Regions from separate parts of the Gossypium arboreum genome. Here all the other regions are linked to region 1. Evidence: chromatin contacts called from public Hi-C data. All regions are on one chromosome and are shown on one strand. The core of a region is the stretch at or near the end of the contact, and the rest is flanking DNA. Distances in the headings are between cores, read along the strand shown. Region 1 holds the start of LOC108460524. Region 2 has its middle 6.8 kb from the start of LOC128292144. Region 3 holds the start of LOC108458417 (B3 domain-containing protein At2g36080-like).

What was found. A called contact is a pair of places that touch in the nucleus more often than the background predicts.
Region 2: a contact with region 1 is called in a Hi-C map of leaf, with 2.1 times the contacts expected there. The contact joins the enhancer-like site here to the promoter of LOC108460524 in region 1. A contact is called at or near these places in 2 of 5 Hi-C or Micro-C datasets (both in leaf).
Region 3: a Hi-C map of leaf shows a contact between it and region 1, with 2.8 times the contacts expected there. The contact joins the promoter of LOC108458417 here to the promoter of LOC108460524 in region 1. A contact is called at or near these places in 2 of 5 Hi-C or Micro-C datasets (both in leaf).

The regions. Positions count from the first base shown.
Region 1 is chr4:73,848,649-73,851,721 of ASM2569848v2, reverse strand. LOC108460524 reads right to left here and starts at 1,442. Exons shown (of 18, transcript XM_017760040.2): 1 at 960-1,442; 2 at 1-222. The coding sequence starts at 1,000.
Region 2 is chr4:73,072,140-73,075,212 of ASM2569848v2, reverse strand. No RefSeq gene overlaps it. Among protein-coding and RNA genes, the nearest start is that of LOC128292144, 6.8 kb to the right of the region's middle. Within about 2 kb of position 1,587, at least 2 of the 2 cell types and tissues checked have an H3K27ac peak or open chromatin away from gene starts, as enhancers often do. A contact at or near this core is called in leaf, where this site is marked.
Region 3 is chr4:74,553,910-74,556,982 of ASM2569848v2, reverse strand. LOC108458417 (B3 domain-containing protein At2g36080-like) reads right to left here and starts at 1,673. Exons shown (of 3, transcript XM_017757804.2): 1 at 609-1,673; 2 at 1-110. The coding sequence starts at 1,356.

The DNA.
Region 1 (3,073 bases), core at 193-2,692:
GATGCTAGAGGAAAACCGATTCCTGCCCGTCTTGATTTACAAAAGGCTGAATAATGTCTTCTATAACCTAACAGCCTGTGGTTATCTGATGAACTCTGCCTTATAAGATATTTCTTCCTTAAAGTACCCCAATTCATCAATAGATAATCCAAGTTAGCCATTCTTTTGCAAGAAACATGAGATCCAAACGAATTCCATGAAAGCCATGGATTTGAAGACCTGCTAAAAGACCACAACCAGCAAGGTGCAAGCGTTTTCATAGAAAATTGATAAAGGAATACCATGAAGAGCAGATAACTTAATTCTCCTGCTAGTGTAATAGGCATTTTCTTATTTCTTCCATTCCCCTAGAGTGTTTCTAGTTTAATCCGCAAACAATAACGGAACTTCTGCCTACAACTATTTATTTGAATTAGCAACAATATATTCTGTGGAAGCATTACCAACTACTGCATCGTTTGTTTAAAAGTTTTAGACTTAAAATCCCATAAAACAGCCCATTAATTAATGGGAATCACTAAAATTCGGAAGTAATTCACTTTTAACTTTTAAACTTACCCGTGAACGCTGAACAAGCATAATTAAGTAATTCAAAAAACTGCCATGAGCTTTGGCAGGTTTTTCTTCTTTCTTAAAAGAAAAGAGAAGAAAATCATTGAGCTGTTTGGTTTGCAAATAAAACGAAACAATTCGCCATCAATCAGGCCTAGAGATATTAATTAATGAATTAACGAGAACTTGTCTAAAAACTAGTTCAAATCTTTTCCGCCATTACGTAACATTTTTCAGCGTCACATTTTCAAGAGAAAGAAATAAAAAGATTAATAGCTTCGATGACTAATTTTATACGGAATTATCACAAATAAAAGCCTAAATTACTTGGACAGAGCCAAAATTAAACAACCCTTAGGTGAAAACAATAAACATAAGGGAAAATGAAAAGGAAGAATTTTAAATACCTAGAAGATACGAAGCTGTGGTGATGAAATTTAACCGACATGTACAAGTTGCTAGCAATCGAGGGAGGAAACTGAAGGCGTTTGGATAGCAGGAAAAATGGCAGAAAATGAAAATGGAGTGTGTTTGCGAAGAGGCAGACGTGGCGGAGGAAATAGAGGCTACTGTTTTTATCCGTAGACGTGGAGAAACCAGTAATCACAAAACAGACAGAAAGGACTTTCCCTTTTTTTTTTTAATTTTTAATTTTTAATTTTTAATTTTTAATTTTGTGTCTCCAATTCCTTCTGAAAACTGAAAAATCCAGAAAAGGGTTCTTCCCGTTTTAAATTTTTTATGTTTTTCCGTAACAAAATTCTTTTGATTAGCGATCTGAGAGTAGATACAATTTCGTTTAAAGAACCGTAAGGATGTTTCTGCTATACACAGAATATATTTTCATCTTTTTTTATTGGAAAAATATGCAAGCCCAAACCTATACATTCCATGAATAAATAAAATACCTTCCATAAAATTTCAAGGTAAATCGTTTTTCGCAATGTTTAAGTTTACTAATGTTATTAATAGTTAGTATTTTTATCGAGAGTAAATTATTAAAATAGTTATTTTATTTATTTTAAGTTATATTTTAGTCATTTATATTTGAAATATTACGTTTTAGTCATTTATATTAACGTGTTGTAACATTTTAGTTATTGAGCTGTTAATTACAGTTAACGATGTAACAGTAAGCTAACGTGACAAGTTAAATCATCATTTTAAACAAAAAATTTAAATTAAATTATACAATTGATCTCCATATTTTTTCGTTTTGAGCAATTTAACCTAAAATATGAGACTAATTGTATAATTGAACCTAAAATTTTTGTTTGAAATGATGTTTTAACATAACATTAATGGCAATTAACAGCTCAGTGACTAAAATATTATAACACGTTAACGTAAGCGACTAAAACGTAACATTTCAAACATAAATGATTAGAATATAATTTGAGATAAACAAAATAACTATTTTAATAATTTATCCTTTTATCAAATACTTTCCACAATCATTCGAAAGAACCTAAATATATTTACAAAAAATATTATAAAATTATAAAAATTACTATATTTTTAAAATATATATATTAAATTTTTAATATTTTTAAAATTTTGTAAAGATAATGTACTCTCTTGGAAGGATACCGCCTATAATAATTGTTTTATAATCCAATCAACTTTGAATTTATAATTGGTAGATTTTTAGTTGATAATTTGGGATAAGTTTTTTAATTATTTAAATAAAGAAATAATTTTATTTTAATTAAATAATATTTTATTATCTCAATACAAATTATTTGCCTCTAGACCAATATCTTAATTTGCAAATAAAAATTTAAAAATGGAATGGATATCTAAATATTAACATATGTATCCATTGCCTTAAAATATTTGGAATATTTTTAAATTCTTAATATTTGTTATTACAATTACAAATCAAATGCTTGCTATGTTAATGTTCTCCTATGTCCACTTCTATTATTGAGTGTTTAATCATAACCATTAGAAATTTGCATCATCACATTGAATAATAATTAGCATTAGCCAACATTCATGGCCTATACAAAATGAGTATCATAATCACATATGAGCCAACACATTTTGGCTACTTAACAAAACATTAAACAAAAGACTCGAGTCCCTATACATGCCAGTAAACAAAACAATTAAACTAACTATACCAAGGTCTTGAGTGATACTGTGATCGAAGCTTTTGACGTTATTGGATCCCTGATGCTAGCTTGGCGGCACTATAAGGAAAGAAAAGAAAGGAAGGTAAGCATGTAAGCTTAGTAAGTACATATATGCAAATAAAGTGTAATTAAAAGAAAACATATTTATCAAACGATAAATTGACATGCATAAAAGATTTGAGTCACTTAGACTTCTCGATCTTATTATTTTTTTCATTCATATATGCTTAAAGACATCTCATCATAGACTCAGGCTTTATCCATGAGTTCAGTCTACGTACCTCATCAATTTTCACGAACTAAATCTTTGCATTACCCGTTGAACGCTCAGAATACATAGGAATACGTAGGGAATTTTCATATAAATACCATATAGATAGTTA
Region 2 (3,073 bases), core at 338-2,837, 780 kb after region 1:
TAGGGACTAACGAGCATGATACTTGAAAAGCTTCAACAATGGTCAAAAAACGCAACCATTGGACCTAACTTAACAACCTGCCATCAATCATACAGTCAATCTGGTCTTCTCGTTTACTGTTGTTTGTTAGAGTTCCAAAATCTGATTCCTTTTATCGGTTCTAAGTTTTTCGACCCTTGGTCTCCAGTTCGTGTCCAACTGCCAACACACCTTTTGAACGAGAGCTTTACAGCTTCCTTGATAATGAAATCACTCCCGTCCGATGATCCACAAAGCTTCCTCTATCAACCTTCAATAACATTTTAAGTTTTTAATAATTTTAAATATGTACTTTTTATATCTTAAATTTAATATGTACTTTTTATTCCTTAAATAAATTTAATAATTATTCATAATTTATAATAATTTTATATAATTTTATAATTTTTATAACTACAATTGTGTTCATCTGTTTTACGATCTAAGTCTAGTCCTGCTGGGAGTGATATTCAAGTAAAACATTTCCAAAAATATTTACTTTAAATAATTATTTAAGAATTGCATCTAGATGTGATATTTTAAATAATTATTTTAAAATTTATTTATTTAAAGTTTTATTTATTTTTTAAAAATATTTTTACCACGTCAGCATGATCTATACGTGGTTGTCACATATCATCATTTGATTCATCTGTCAGCGACGTCAACAAAAATAAATTGTCAAACTTGATCATCGTTAATGAAGAGGTTTAAGTAATTAATTTTTTATTTTTAAGGGCTCAATTGGGTGTGAAATTTTGTTGAAGGCTTAATTAATTTTTTTTTATTTTTCATTGAGGGCTTTTATTACTAATAAGCCTAAATTTATTATATATAACTTAACTTAAACCCATAATGCCAAAGGCCCGGTAGCATTCCAATCTAAAACGGGCATCAAGTGTCAACGTGTTGGGCCTGAGAGTTTCAAACCAATTGATAGGCTTTAGTTAGTACAAATGGGCCTCCTTTACACAATTGTTCAAAATTGATTAATTCAAAAATGGTTCAACAATTTTAATATACCGCAAATGCAACTTGAAATGGCCCCCATTCGTATCACCATAGAACCGAACCGAACCAATACGAAGCTCCACAAATGGTTGATTTTGCAGGCCTTCAAAATTCAACCAAACAAATCAATGGCAAAGGAGTTTTAATTTTAATCTAAATGAAATTTAGGATCTACAAATCAAACATTTTTATTTTAGTGGAGAACTTTCTTCTTCTTTTTTCTTTTTTTTTTTAAAAAATGCAGTTTTATTAAGAACCGCAAGCATGACAAAAGGACAAAACACATGACAAATTGGTAGCACCTCCAGACAACATGGATGAAACAAAAGCCAACGCATAAGCAAACATCCTAGGCCATAAAAAAAAACAGCATTAAAAATAACATTTGGAGTATAAAGCCTTCATGGTTAAATTGGGGTGGGATTAATTCAAGAGACGATATTCGAGTTAAAACCTTTAAAGTTAAACATTTATAGGACTTGAGGAACCCACACGTTGTTATGAAAGCTCATTATAATCTCAGAGATTATATGGGTGGTTAAGAATGGAACAACAATTAACTTTCAATATGATAATTGATTAGCGTTGAGATTAGTGCGGGAATTAACTCAATGGCCGCTTAGACAAGATGAAGGCAACTAGACGTTTAATTAAATAAAAGTTAAACGGGATGCATCTAGGCCTTAGTTTATTTCTAACCCTATCTTGAAAGAATTGGTTGGCATTTTCTTAAATATCTCGATACTAGAGTCAACCGTTGAGAACAATATTATTTATTTGGGGACTATCGAACAATTATTGTTTCACGTTTGCGAGTGCGTATTCCTTATCCTTTAAAAATAGTTTATTTCAGTTGAGCCCAAACTCTCAACTATAAACATATGTCTGGAGATCTAAATCAGAAAACCTTCATTTGGAAATGTGGCCTTTAAGGTTGTCCTCACTAAATCTTTTCTCTGGCATAGAAACTTTCCGTTGGAGGATTTATGCCCACTTTGTTCCAATTCACAAGAAGACATTCAACACCTACTCAAGGATTGCCAAATTACTAGCAATTTCTGGTGTTCCATCTACTTTACTGCCTAGGTGTTCCATCCCTAATTAATGATATTTCAGTTGAAAGTTTATTTTGGTTACCTATGACTCTTCCTAACTATTATGTATATTTTAATTGTATTTTAATGATATTTAGCTATATAAAAAAACCTGTATTATATACATTACCTGTATAAATACTAGGAAGAAATTGGATTTCATGATCAAATCATCTTTTTCAAACTAAAATGTTATAAAGGGAAAGAAAACGATGAGCAAAAATTAGCATGTTCCTCCAATAAACCTTTCATGTCCGCTATCAATGATTTATTTTTTTATAATTTCTCACCCTCATAATAGTGGTAACCAATAAAGAAGATACCATTTGTTAAACTGATAAGAAAATCAATTTTTGTTATACTCCTCGCTTACAATATTTCAAATAGAGATCATTTAATTCAAATTATTCAATAAATTTTCTTTAAAAAATCTTTTTTCTCATTTTATGATGATAATTAAAACTAGTTTTCTTTTTAGAAAATTAAATCTTCATTCTTTTGTGATGGTATTGCTGGCAATTAATACTTATTTGAATTAGATTCATTCACCTGTTCTGAGTACACCATACTTGAATCCCGACATAGGTTATAATTAATTGCAAAACTATACGTGTTGTGTACATGTGTGTGAAAGCTTTGACTCAAAACTTGCCTTTGTTACTACATCATCACTAGTTTTCTGTATGTGGTTATTTTCATTACTTTAAACTCAATCCATAAAACTTTTTACTATTATCATCATATTAAAAGTTGTGCGGATAGATGCTGGTGTTTAAATTTAGTTTTAATGTTGAGTTTGATATTTAAATTTTTATTTATTTATTTTAATTCTTAATTTTAATTTTAATGTTCACTTTAGTATTTGAACCTTTTAATTTGATACTTAAAGTTTTTTTTATCTCAATTTAATATTTAAATCAAGATTCAACATTCAATTAGGTACTTAAATT
Region 3 (3,073 bases), core at 424-2,923, 710 kb before region 1:
CGTGGATGGTGGGGACTCGTCTAGCTGGTGGCATTCTAGGTTCACTCCAAATAGCCGCACCAGCCTCTTTGGGTTCCCCGCTGCTGTAGCTTGGTTTTGAACAATGCTTCCTGCAATGGCAAATAAAAAACACTACTATCTCTCAATATATGTAATATTAATCCATGAACTCCAAGTTGCTACCCAGAAATGTTAACTGAATAATTCCATCTACTTTTGTTCGCCTTTTTTGTTTATTATTCCAATGACACAAAGGAAGAAGAATACTTGAAGCTATCATAAGAAAAAGTTTCTTAATGCTTACTAATTAAAGTGAAGGTAACAAAATCATTTGGAACATACACATATATGGGGTTATGTAGATATTGGTACTCCTAATCCCCATAATAAATGGTCGTTCCGGAGTTAGTAGAATTTAAAAGAACAAATTATAGAAACAGTCTTACACAACCACATTGCTCCCATGTAATTGGAAAGTGTCTTTCACGCACTTCCATGTGCCAATAATTTTCAATTTTGTATTATTCCTAAAATTTTTAAAAATAAAATCCATTTCTTTGAAGAAGATAAATAGATAAGAGTTTTACAATGAGAAAATAAATATATACCTGTATGAATACAGTCAGGTTGGTATGGCACATTAGCCTCGAGACCTTGAATGTGTCCAAGATGAGGATACCTTCGATACAATCGCCTATTACTCCACCCTCCATTTCCACCCCCACCACCACCGCCATTATTCTCCATCACGGCGTTTCCGCCATCAGTAGCCGCCGGTGCAACCACCACTGCTGCACCGCGCCTCCTCCATCCTATAAACAATCTATCACCATCCGTGCGGTGTCGTTGGAATAAAATAATGTCACCAGCATCAAGTTGCTTCTCTTTGACGTATCTGCTCCATCCTTTTGTTAACACGTAGCTTTGGCTGCTGTTCCAATACGAGTAGCGGAAGCGCCAACACTTGCCTGACTCGTCTTCGAAACTTAGCAACAACCCTTTATCACTGGAGTCACTGCCTAGCGGGAAGTATTTCTCGGCATGTTGTTTGGGGATTACAAGCCTGTTCAGCTTGCCAACATCGCTGGGGGTTAAGGGCTTTTCAAACATGGGTTCCGTTTCATGGCCTAGCTGGTGGTTTTCAGGGGGATTTGGTTTAGGGTTTAGGGTGTCGAGATTGGATGTTTGGTCGTCGAGCTCTTCGTCGTCGTCATGGTTAAGGTTGAAGTGGCGGGCAGCGTGGATGGAGGATAGGAACATGGCGGGGTAGAAGTGAGAGGTCCAGGGGGAGTTTTCAAGGGAAATTGAGGAAGGGTTGTGAAGCTTTGAAGAAGGGGGGGTTTGGGTTGGTTCCATAGAAGGAGTTTGTTTTGTCGTTGGATTGTTTTGTTTGAATTACTGGAAGTGGTTAATGGACATTTGAGAGACAAAAGAGCGAAGAAGGAAAGAGATGGGTGCTTTAGAGCAAGTGTGGAGAAAAAGAAAAGAGAGGAAGGTATGGAAGAGTGAGGTGAAAGAAGGCAGGCGTGATGATTATGAGTTTGATGTGGAAACTATTTAATGCAGCTACAAAGATAAAGATATGACAATGAGAGAGAGAGAGAGTGAGAGGAGAGAAGAACAGGGTAAGATTGAAGTGAAAGAGAGAAAAAAGAGGGTCGGGGTAACAGGGAATTCTTTAAGTACTTGACATCCTCTAAACTACTTTAAGGTTTTTTTTCTAGAAAAGAGGTAAATATGTGTTCTTTTAATAACTGAATTATATTTTTATTTTTATTTAAAAATAAGTAAAATCAAAGTATAAGTTAATTTTTTTAAATGATATTCGTGAAAAAATAATGTATTTTTATGTGAGTAAAGTATTTTTACATATAAGTTTTTTTTCTCTAGATTTGTGTCTATTTCTTTAGTAATCTGTTTCCATTACATGCTTCTAACACTGTCAGTAAAAAGATTATATTTCCGATCAATCATTATACGTGCTTTGTGTAACGCAAAACTTTGGCGTTAAAATTTTAGTTCAAAATTGGGGAAAAGCCTGGTAGAAAGTAGGTATTGACTTCATACTTAATTTCTACGTGTAAATATTAATAGGAAAGTAAAGATAAAATACACACAAATTGTTTATTCAGATTCCGGAGTTACAATACTTTAGGGGGGAAATCTAAAAAGTGCATCATCATTGAATGAAAATAGAAAGGATAATGTTAAATCATAAACGTTGCTGGGATTGGAGCAATTACAATTGATTTCCTTTCACTTTGCCTACAAAAAGAAAATTTGTTTCTGAAATTCACATTTCCAATATATCTTGTGATTGGGAGATATATATATTATAAAGTAAAAAAGATTTGCCGAATTGGGCAGAACAAATGTATCCAGATGAACCTTGAGAAAGAAAAAAGAGGGTTTGTGGATTGAATGCAATTTAGAAAACACCCCATGTTACTAAGCAAGTAACTAAAAAGTGGGTACTCAGTAGGCCCAATTCTGACGCAATATGGGTAATCAGGTTACCATCCAACGCCACCCCCAAACTGCAGGGTTTTTGGTAATCAGAACCACATGTATGATCTTCTTTTCTTAATTTTTGCATCATTTCAAACAGTGAAAAATCTCATACTACATTGTAAAATCTGACAGAGATGAACAGGCTTGGTAGGTTTATATATATTCGGTGAGAAAAGAAAAAAAAAGAGAGAAGAAACAGTAAAATAAAACAGTGAAAAGAAGTTTTGTTTTGTTAAAAGAAAAAAAAAATACTGAAAGGATTAGGGGGATCTGACCTGAAAGCCAGGAGTGGTCCATCTTCCCTAAGTTGTTTGTGGTATATTAGGTGAAAAGCTGGGTGTTTTTTTTTTTTTAAATATAAAAAATTTTGAGCCTGCTATAATATTAATATGACGAGAATGAGATTTGAGAGAATAGTATTTTCTTTTTCACGTGCATGAAAGCATTATTGATGTTTGGCCATTCCTAGTTTTAGAAAGCAGCAAGGAAACCCATTGTGGGGGACTGAAAGATTTAAATAAATTATTTTTAAAAAAATCCATGAATCCCTTCCCTTCAAAAT